Regions from separate parts of the Danio rerio genome. Here region 2 is linked to region 1. A link is a contact called in public Hi-C data. All regions are on one chromosome and are shown on one strand. Each heading gives the region's core, a stretch centred on a gene start, on an enhancer-like site or on the middle of the called end of the contact. The rest is flanking DNA. Distances are from core to core; before and after follow the strand shown.

Region 1 (5,666 bases), core at 1,573-4,072:
AGAAAACTCGCATTTCACCCTTAAATATTTATTCAGCTTTACACAAAACTTCCAAGTATCTGCCATACTATGAAACAATCACTTCACACCCCACCCAAAAGTTGCTGATCTAGTTTAGTGACGGGACAGCCTGAACACTACTTAGCTTCAGGAGAGTCACACGGGACTGCGATTCAATCATAGAATGATCTATGTGATTTCATGCCTCAAAAGAGTTTAAAACCACAGACATCTCAGAAGAATGGCAATAATGCATGTAATATATTAACACCCATCAGAGAGGGCGGTACGCTTAGAGATAACATTCGAAATGCTTTGCATATAAAGAAAATAGATCCAGGACTTTCAGCAAGAGGACAAAGTAAATATGTATAACATAATTATTATTTAATGTAATAACAATTTTGTTTTACAATCAAAGCATTTATAATCAATGCATTAACTGTAACAGCTCTTATTAAAGTTTTAATATCATTGTTTTAAACAGTGAGCCCCCTGGTTGTCTAACTGAAGTTAACATTGAAGTTGGTTTTATATTTGCATATTTATTCAGTGACAACTTGTAACATGCTTCCTATATTGTTTACCATGGTGCCATTTGAATAGAGGATATATGGTCTGAGATCATATGCAAGTATGAATACTGACCATGAACAATGTTGTACTTTGATAGTCATTGGCTGCTAATATATGCTGATATTTCACTATTTAAAATTTGCAGGGATTATTTTTGTGAAATTATAATAGGAATAGAAGAGAAGAGAAAGTCTTTACCTCAAACAACATTAGCACTATTTAATTAACAGTGAATAATGTTGTACTTTGATAGTCATTGGCTGCTAATATGCTAATATATGTAAATATTTCACTACTTAGAATTTGCAAGGATTGTTTTTGTGAAACTATAATATTAAAGAGAAAGTCTGGATGGGTGAATATAAAACCAACTTTACCTCAATATGTTTACCCTGGAACTCTGAATATTCTGTCTGAAATCACATGCAAGTATGACTTAAAAACAACATTAGCACTATTTAATTGACATTACGAAATGTGCTTTGATAGTCACTGGCAGCTGTTATATGCTAATATGTCACTACTTAGGATTTGCAAGGAATATTTTTGTGAAATTATAATATAAAAGAGAAAGTCTATTTGTGCGAATTTAAACCAACTTTACCAAAATATGTTTACCATGGTACTTTGAATATTTGGTCTGAAATCACAGACTTGAAAACAACATTAGCACTATTTAACTGACTATAAACAATGTTGTACTTTAGTAGTCATTGGCTGCTAATATGATTTCACTATTTAAAATTTGCACAGACTATTTTGTGAACTTGTATTATCAAGAGGAATGTCCCATATGCGAATGTAAAACCAACTTTACCTCAATGGTTGTCTATAAGTCTTAAAGCAATGCATTCAGAAACACAAACACCCCAAAACCAGTTCTGCAAGCGCACAGAGCATCAGTGCCAGATGTGTAAGATCAGCTGTGAGTGTGTCTCACCTCCTGCACCGTCTCCCCATCTCCTTCCCCGAGCCTCCAGGATCAGTATCAGCGTCTGTCCCTTTGTGGCACTGCTTTAGATCGGAGCTGCCGTCCGTTAATGTAGCCGTGAACGAGCTGCCATGATCTGCGCTGCCTTTTCGCTTTCGCATCACTGAAATATGAAACAGCACACACACACACGGATGAGACTGGAGGATTTTGTACTGCAGTCCTGCGCCTATGCTGGCTAAATCAGGCGGCAGGGCGTGTGGGAATTCTTGCAACCGTGCTGGATGAGAGTGTTCAGCGACGGAGTGTGTGATCCGCTGTTTCTCCGCCCGGGGATTGTGACATTCAGCACTTTTTCTTCCTACATTGTTTTGCTGGACTCAGATACTGCAGAGACCAGCTGATCAGTTCCCCCTCCGTTCTTTCGCTCAGCCAATCACATACAGCCACCCCGCCCACTCCATCGCCTCAACAGCCAATCACAGCCCACGCTGCTTCGCCGATAGCCAACTAAACGGAGCGGCTGCGCCCCCTCTTGTTTCAGATTGAATCGTGTAGTGTAGGGTTGCCAGATCAACTGAAAATTTGTAGCATGTTCTTCTGTTTACTTTTTTCATAAAAACTTACGCAGCAAGACTATTAGTGGCATTCTCGCACTAGATGGCGCTGTATTTTCATGCTATATTACGTTACAAAGCAAATATTCTACATTTATTTCTACAAGATCTGGCAACATCCCGATTGTCCAACAGACTTCCGTACAGAGCAAACATAACCATCCTGTTTTACTGGCTCCTCAGTAATTCAAGCCAGTCTTTTCTGTAATTATATAACAATAAGTGGACTTGCTACGATTTAGACAAACATTACTTATAATAGCGACTTTATTACGACTGCATTGCTGCAATTAAGTAACAGCCGTTGTGCTAAAAAGCTAACAAAGTGTTAAACTATAGCAAAACCATCATACACACGACAATATCACCAAAAATGCATTTTATACATGTCGAACTACATAAACTCGCTTTAAATGCCTAAAATATAAACAATTATATAAAAACAAGTGTATAAAACAACCCAATTATATAAACAACCACTAATGCTTCATCGCGCGAGAACCAAACAAACAACATATGCAGGAATAAACATTTATTTAAGTATCGGAGAGCACGCGCATAAAGCTCTAGTTATGAATTCGGTAACTGTATAAATCTTAAAACCAAACCTGTTCATTCTGCTGGGATTTGATCGTAGATATCTGTTGTTTTGACAGAACGCGTGCAACAGCAAGCTTCCTCACACGTGACCAAATGATTATTTAGCGGAAGGAACACCGTGCCATTAAACAGTGGCAAAACAGAATTAAAATAAAATTATATTTTAAGTGACTAATATTAAGCCTAAAATACAAATAATGTATGATTATAAACAATAGTTATATGAAAACCCAATGGTTTTAAATAGTCTGGAAACCTTTATTTTGTTTGTATTTTAAGTCTCTTTGTGTGGATCAAAATACAACACAAGCAGTATATTGGGAAATATTAACATTTGGAATATAAAATCCTATGTGAAATTTGTAGAAAAAAATTATTAAAAAATCACATCCGCTGTGTAAAACATGTGCTGAATAAGTTGGCTGTTCTGCTGTGGCGACCCCAGATTAATAAAGGGACTAAGCTGACAAGAAAATGAATGAATATGTTCATATATATATATATATATATATATATATATATATATATATATATATATATATATATATATATATATATATATATTTATATTTATATATATTTATATATATATATATATATATATATATATATATATATATATATATATATATATATATATATATATATATATATATATATATATATATATACAAGTGTTATTTCATAATAATAATAAATATTGCTGTGTTGAATGTTCAGTAGCCATTATTTTCTTGGTGTTAAAGGGATAGTTTACCCGAAACTAAAAAATCATTTAAAGTCATTTAAACTAAAAGTCATTTACTCATCATTCACTTGTCAAAAACCTCTTTGAGATTCTTTCTGCTGCTGAACACAAAATGATAATTTGAAAAATGTTGTAAACCTGCAACCAAGTCAATGGTCACAGGTTTCTAATATTTTTGTGAATAACTTCTTTTGTGTTCAGCAGAAGAAAAAATCTCATAACGCTTTGGAACCACTTGAGTGTGAGGAAATAGTGAGTACATATTCGTTTTTTGGGTAAACTGTCCCTTTAAGTGTCGCATCATCCTCCAGAAATCCTTCTAAAACAATGACAAAAGTGACAGTAAGAACATTCACAATGTTATAAAATATTTGATTTCAAATTCTCTATGAACTTTGTATTAATTAATGTATCATAAATAGTAAAATGCGTTTTCCACAAAAGATAAGCGGGGAAAATGTGTTTTGATAATAAAAATAAGAACATTCATTTATTTATTTTACTTACTTACTTACTTAGTCCCTTTATTAATCCAGGGGTCGCTACAGCAGAATGAACTACCAGCTTATCCAGCACATGTTTTATACTGCAGATTCCCTTCCAGCAGCAACCCATCTCTGGGAAACATCAATACACTCTCATTTACACTCATACACTATGGACAATTGAGCCTACCCAATTCACCTGTATCACATCTTTGGATTGTGGGGGAAACTGGAGCGCCCAAAGGAAACCCACGTAAACGCAAATGGAATAAACATGCCAACTCCACACAGAAATGCCAACTGACCCAGCCGAGGCTTGAACCAGCGAACTTCTTGCTGTGAGGCGACAGCACTACCTACTGCGCCACAGCGTCACCCCAAAATAAGATTATTGTTTTATTATTAATCCTAACAAAAGATATAATAATTAAAACTGCAATGATTCATATAACAAGAAGGCTGGGACAATGATGCTGAAAATTTTGCTTCGATGGGAAATTGTAAAATGTATTCACATAGAAAATAGTTATACTTAAGTGAAATATTTTTTATTGTACTTTCGATTTAATGGATGCAACCTTGGTGAGCAGAAGATAGTTACTTAAAAATATAAAAAAAATATTATTTTTCCAAACTTTTGACTGGTAGTATATACAGTTGCAATCAGAATTATTAACCTCCCTAAATTATATAACCCCCCACCCCCCACCCCACCCACGCCAATATTTTTCCCTAATTTCTGTTTAACAGAGAGATGTTTTTTTTTTTCTAAACATAATTGTGTTAATAACACATTTCTAATAATTGATTTATTCGATCTTAGCTATGATGACAGTAAATAATATTTTACTAGATGTTTTTCAACACACTTCTATACAGTTTAATGTATGATGTATAATTAGCATAAAGGGGCTAATAATTTTGACCCTAAAATGTTTTTGTTTTTTTTAATTAAAACTACTTTTATTCTAGAAGAAAAAAAAACAAGACTTTCTCCGGAAGAAAAAATATTATCAGACACACTGTGAAAATTTCCTTGCTCTCTTAAACATAATTTGGGAAATATTTAAAAAAGAAAAAAAAATCAAAGGGGTTTAATAAATCTGATTTCAACTGCGTTAATTTCAAGTCAAAGAAAACAATTGTCAAATGACAAGCAATTACTTCTAGCCTTATTTAATTAACAATTTAAAACTTGTATCTTTATATATTCTGCTTTGGGACAAAACATGTAACATTTAACATCTACCAATGTTGGTACACGTAAACTACTTTGCACTTGACCACGTGTTAACTCACAAAAAGTGTTGAAGAGTGCACCTAAATGTTAATGAACATAACTAAGCATTGTAAAAATGCAATTACTTTTCTGTTTAGCAGTCCCTTTGAATTTTACAAAATACACAAATGTCAATGCTATAGTGTTTTTGAACTATAGTATAAACGATTATACTCTATATTACAGCATTTAGAGCTTTTTGTAAATGAATAATGATATAGAGTACAGTAGTACAGTAACTGATAAACTGTATTTAATTCCTTAGTGTAATTAAAGTTTTACTACAGTAAAATATGGTGTATTCTAGATATACACTAGTTGTAGAAAACTACAAAGTTGTGTAATTTGTTTATATTACTATAGTTGTCGTGTTACTACCGCAACTACAGAATTACCACAACAGATTAATAAAGTAGGCTACTTTCCTATA
Region 2 (5,802 bases), core at 166-2,665, 270 kb after region 1:
TTTATTTTTCGTAACAGCAAAATAGTCAGATCTTACAAGTTACCTGACATTCTAGAAGAAACAACAATAGTTAATGCGGAGGAATAAATGCAGCATTTATAATAATTATAAAACAATTAAAAGTTCAACACTTGACAATTAATGTTAATTATTTAAAGACATTCCAAGAGGATACTTAGTTATTTGAGTGTCTAATTTGACTGTATGCTTACTGTTGTCTTTGTACACAAGCTATCTTACAGGTGATATTTGTGAGAGGAGCAAGTAAGGTGAGTTTTTTTGTAAATGTTCAGAATTGAGGTGGAGTAGACATGCTGTAGCAAAGCAGAACTCTTGTACTGACACATGACATGAACAATCAACAATGACAATACTGGCAACATTAACACATGTCACAAATATGCCTTCAAGAAAATAGGGTGATTTTAATGAGTCAGATGAATGAGTCGCTAGCCATAATCTCTTATCTTGTGATAAAGGTTTGAAAGAGGAACAGTGGTGAAGCTACTTATTCTCAGCCAGACAGAAGTAATCTTTCTAAAGCAACTTTGCGTTCGTTGACTTGGGTGAGTATCCATTTGAATTTCATTCTTCTGGAGAAAGCCTTATTTGTTTTACTTTGGATAGAATAAAAGCAGTTATTATTTTTTTTAATTGGGGAAAAAAAATAAACAGGGGTTCTAATATTTCAGGGGGGCTAATAATTCTGACTTCAACTGTATGTATATATACACACACACACACACACACACACACACACACACACACACACACACATATTACTGGATCTGGGTGAATCATTGTGAAGAAATGACAGCATAGTTCACCCAAAATACAACATCTGTCATCATTTATTTAGCCTCTACTTGTTCTAAACTAGTTTTTCTTTTTCTGTTGAACACAAAGATATACTGAGGAATGTCAGAAAGCAACAGCCAATGCCTTCCATAGAATTTATTTATTTTTGTTCTTACTATGGATGTTAAACCTAATGACTGCAGGTTTACCACAGTCTTCTGATACCTTGTGTTGCGCTTAAAAGCAGAAAGGTATACATAAAATGTTACAAGCTCTTTAATATTTCCATAGGAAATATTCATTTTTACAGTATTACACTTTATCAATGTTTTTGTATAAATAAAATACTGGGTCATTAAAGAGGAATTTTGTTTTGAATTCCCAGTCAAGGTGAAAATGTGACTTCCTGTTTGATTACTTCATATAGATTTATATGCATTTGCTTTTTCTTGTAGTCTAGTTATGACTTGTTCGAATATGTCAAATGATATTTGCATTGTTATGAAAGCTTGGCATTAGTATGTGAATGAAAAGGTTAACTTCATGTAGGTGACTTTTTAAGAAAACTAGCTTTTCAAGCTATGCATGTACCGCCTTTTCCATACTCAGGCACTCTCACTTGCGTTTCAAGGACAGCTGTATCCAGATCTCCACACAAAGCTCCAACAATGCTTAAGGTTAGATTGTCTTTCCCTTTTGGATTTATTTTAAGCACCTGCAGTTGACATGCTTGTAATGTAACATTTTGTGAGACATAAAATAGTTCCCTTTTTTCCTCTAGCTGTAATGATTGCTTACATCAGTTGAGAGTGCAAATCTTGTGATCATATAGATCATGTGTTATTTGGGAATTTTTGTAAATCAGATGGTGATATTTCTCAACCGCCTCAGTTTCTGTTTCTGTTTGTTTTTCTTTTAATAGAAAGAAGCCAAGCCATACTGGAATCTGTCTGTCAAAGTTTTGCGCGCAAAGATCCATCAGTCCTACGACTACTGTGAGACAATTCACATTCTTAACAGCAACCAAATATAATCTTACAGATTACAGACCGTACTTTTTAGCAAAAGTCCCAAGCTCACTGCAAGCACGTCCAAACCTGTTTGCAGATTTGATGTAAAATGTGTGCTGTTGTTTGAACTTGCTCTGCTGATTATGTTTGACGCTTTTATAGAATATGTAATAATACACAATAAAAGTTCTAATCCAAAGTGTCAGAATGAATATCAGTATGATCCTTTCCAGACTGAAAGGCATTTTTAAGCATTTACAATTCGACTGTCCATCATAAATATCTCTTTGTAAGTGTACATTATGACTCACTAACATTTTCAATTTATTTTTCTTTAGTGAATGAATCAGACTGCTATGTCATCCTGAACTTACCCACGGCATCAGCCCGCACAAAACGCACCAAGACTATCCCAAGTAATAACAACCCCGAATGGAATGAAACTTTCACTTTCCGGGTGTTCAGCAACATTAAGGTAAACCATTGAAATTGATAAGATTTTTTTAACCTCCACTATTCAGTCATCTTTTTAGTAGGATGTGTCATATGAACTAAAATGTAGGCATATCATTTTTACTTTACGTTTTACGTTTCATCATATTTACGTTATGAGATCAGTTATTATTAATTACAGTTACTCTTGCAATTCTTTATTCATGTCCTCCTGCACAGAACGTTCTGGAGATCATGGTCTATGATGAGGATCCATTCATGAGAGATGACCAATGCGGCACAATCCTATTTGATGTCAATAACCTCACTCCTGGGAAAAAGGAGACCAAATGCTTCATAATAAATGAAAAGGTCAGTGCTATATATGAGCTATATATGAGAATCTAAAAAGACAGTGCAACATAAAACGCATTCTTGACAGAGCACCTAATATTTGGTTTGTGATTATTAACATTTCTTTCTCAGACCAAGAATGAACTGTGGGTAGAGTTTGAGATGACTAAAAGGTGAATGAGCTTCTGGTAATTTTTTTTTTATATTTACTTTTATGTACAATTATAAACTTGTAAAAACTTATGATAAAGGTTTTTTGCTTGTGCATGTATTCCAGCTCTGTGACACCAAGACCATGTACATCTAATGGAGTGTTGGTGGTATGAATCTTTACTTTGACAGCTTTCTTACGTGTATCATGAGTTACAGTAGAATATATTGTATTCAGATTATTCTGAATGATAAAATTCTGAACTATAGATTTTCTCAAAAGGTTTCAGGTTCACTCTTGGCACAAAAAAAAAAGATTCCTACATCAGATTAACTTTTGGTTTCTCATGAAAACAGGCAGGACCTTTTTGTGAGCTGAATGTGGAGATAGACAAGCTTCTTAAGAACTCTGAAGGTAAATATGTTTTCATTACAAAACATTTTCATCCTAATTTTTCAAGTAAAAGCTTCGATAATAATACTATTCACAAATAGATGCAGTAGAAAATAAAACGTGACCCTGGACCACGAAACCAATTATTTGTAACAGTTTTATATATAAATAGATTTGTCCATCACATGAAAGCTAAATAAATACACTTTCCATTTATGTATACGTTAGGATAGAACTATAATTGGCCAATATACAGTACAATGTAAGTAAAATGTTTATCTAAAAACAAGAAAATCACCTTTAAAATTGTCTTCACCCGCTTCGAATGATATCACTCGATTGAATGAGCATTATCAGTGGTTATCAGCTGATAGATATGGGCCAGTAGGGGCCTTCTGCACCTACTGGTAGATTTAGAAGGCTGTTAACATCCATCCACATGGTTAATCAGCTATAGTAATAATGAAGACTCCAGATCCAGATCTGTTTTTACATTACTGTGATGGTTAAGTTTAGGGTTGGGGTAGAGTAGACGAGGTGTTAATAAAATATAATGGGAAATTTAATAAATAATATTAATAATTCTCATTTACTTCAGGCCACAGCCATATGTAATCTATAGCAGATTAACCATGTGGATGGATGATAACAGCCTTCCGAGCCTACCAGTAGGCACAGAAGGCCCCTATTGGCCCATATCTATCAGCTGATAACCACTGAAAACGCCCATTTAATCGAGTGATAACATTTGAATCGGCTGTAGTCTTAATGAAGCAAACGCACAACATCCAAAAAGGGAGTTTTGATACAAGAGGAAATTTACAAAAGATCTTCAAGGAACATGAAAGCACGAATGCTTTCTATTTAAATGATTAATGGCATTAAAGAAAAATGTCATCATTTTGACCTATAAGATGCATATTTGGCTATTCTTACAAATATATGTATGTAACTTAATACTGGTTTGTTGGTCACAAATGGTTAACTGCTTTATAATTATTGTTGACAACACAAGCACTGTATAAAGCACTAGACAGAGTGAAATAATCCCATATTTAGGTGTGCTCCTTTTTGTGTTCCAGCAATGCAGAACATGGTGTTAAAACTGAAAGGGGCATATAAAGAGGATATTGTGATCTCAAATTTGGATGAAAGCTCCAGCATCATGACAACATTACGTTACTTCATTAACCGAGATCTGGAAACTGAACTCAATCTAACCTCCGAGGCAGCTGTCAGGCCAGAAAATGTAAATCTGTAATGCCAACATGCATTTCATACACACAAATATCATGTTTATTGATAATGGATTTATCTAAAAAAATCAAAGCAATTATATTGGTATTTGGTGTAATTGGAAACGACACGCCTCACATGTTGGGTTATTTTTAAAGCATCTAAAACAGAAATTGTGGATTAAAAAAGCTTTTAAATATTATATATTAAACATCCTTTTCTCCAGACTGTCGTAGTGGATGGTACAGTTCCAGCTCTTGTAGATGCTGAACTGACTTCTGTTCCTTTAAAACCACTTCCAGCCAAACAGAAGCTTACTGTCTCTTTGCCTCTGGGAGAGGTAAGCACTATTAATGTCTTTTTATGTTTACAGTTTATTGATTATATATTAAAACTATTATGTGTTTATATTCTTACTAAGTGCATTTTATCTAAAGAGACATCTTTTTTTTCTGTCTTTTTTCATAGAATAAAGTGGATCTGCAACTGAAAACAGATGATCGGTAACAAACAAACCTATTTTCAATAACAGTTTAATAACAATTTGTTATAATTCGGATGTGTAAACAAATCATTGTAAGCTAGAACACTATTATTCATCTACTTTCATATCAAATCCACGCTGATATCAGACTGAAAATGTGTTTGTGTCTGTTCTGAAGCTCTGATGAAGAGATGGATGTGCGTCTGGATTTTGACATTCCAGAGAAGGAAAAAAGATTTCTGGCAAAGAGAAGAAAAGTTGTTTCACAAGCACTTCAGAAAGCTCTGAATCTCAGCTCTGCACCAGATCCAAGCAAGGTACTGCATTGCGTACACACAGACACAGACACATTGTGGCTTATGTGGATATTGGTTAAAGTATGATTTTTAAGTGTTTTTAATTATGAGGACACAAGACATGTCCTTGTAAACCACCTTCATGAAACACAAACACATTGTATATGTGGTTTATGAGGACTGGCATTAGCTATGATTTTTAAGGGCTCTATTTTGACGATCCATGCACAAAGTGCAAAGCGCAGGGCGTAAACGCATTCAGGGCATGTCAGAATCCACTTTTGTTAATATAAGGGCAGAAAAATCTGCTTTGCGCTGTGGCGCATGGTCTTAAAGGGTTGAGCTTATTTTCTTTATGAGTTATAGATGTGTTTTGAGAATTAACCAATCAGAGTCTCATCTCCCATTTCCTTTAAGAGCCAGTTGTGTCGCGCCATTGCTTATTTGCTTTTTACATGACGACTTTGTAAGTGGAAAAACTGAGCCTTTCACTAGCAAGAAAACAGCTAAACAGAGCATCTGCAGCATGAGAATGAGAGATAAGGCCTCTCATTATCTACTTTCCCTTTCGTTCTAGTGGATAGGGAAACCTTGTATGCACAGACATCAATTAGCCTATAAATAATTAATTTCGTTTGGTAAGCGCAA

The links. A called contact is a pair of places that touch in the nucleus more often than the background predicts.
Region 2: a Hi-C map of embryo shows a contact between it and region 1, with 3 times the contacts expected there. The contact joins the promoter of pla2g4f.1 here to the promoter of abhd12 in region 1. A contact is called at or near these places in 5 of 18 Hi-C or Micro-C datasets (caudal fin, embryo, hematopoietic stem cells and 1 more) and 1 of 4 datasets of contacts at active chromatin or transcription factors (embryo).

Annotation. Positions count from the first base shown.
Region 1 is chr17:22,576,755-22,582,420 of GRCz12tu, forward strand. It overlaps abhd12 (abhydrolase domain containing 12, lysophospholipase), which reads right to left and starts at 2,823. Exons shown (of 14, transcript NM_001076597.1): 1 at 2,733-2,823; 2 at 1,517-1,670. The coding sequence starts at 1,668. All of the region lies in intron 1 of LOC141378555, which reads left to right.
Region 2 is chr17:22,845,476-22,851,277 of GRCz12tu, forward strand. pla2g4f.1 (phospholipase A2, group IVF, tandem duplicate 1) reads left to right here and starts at 1,416. Exons shown (of 20, transcript XM_021467398.3): 1 at 1,416-1,475; 2 at 1,721-1,793; 3 at 2,147-2,283; 4 at 2,481-2,612; 5 at 2,727-2,767; 6 at 2,872-2,914; 7 at 3,102-3,159; 8 at 4,221-4,387; 9 at 4,601-4,714; 10 at 4,843-4,877; 11 at 5,037-5,175. The coding sequence starts at 1,467.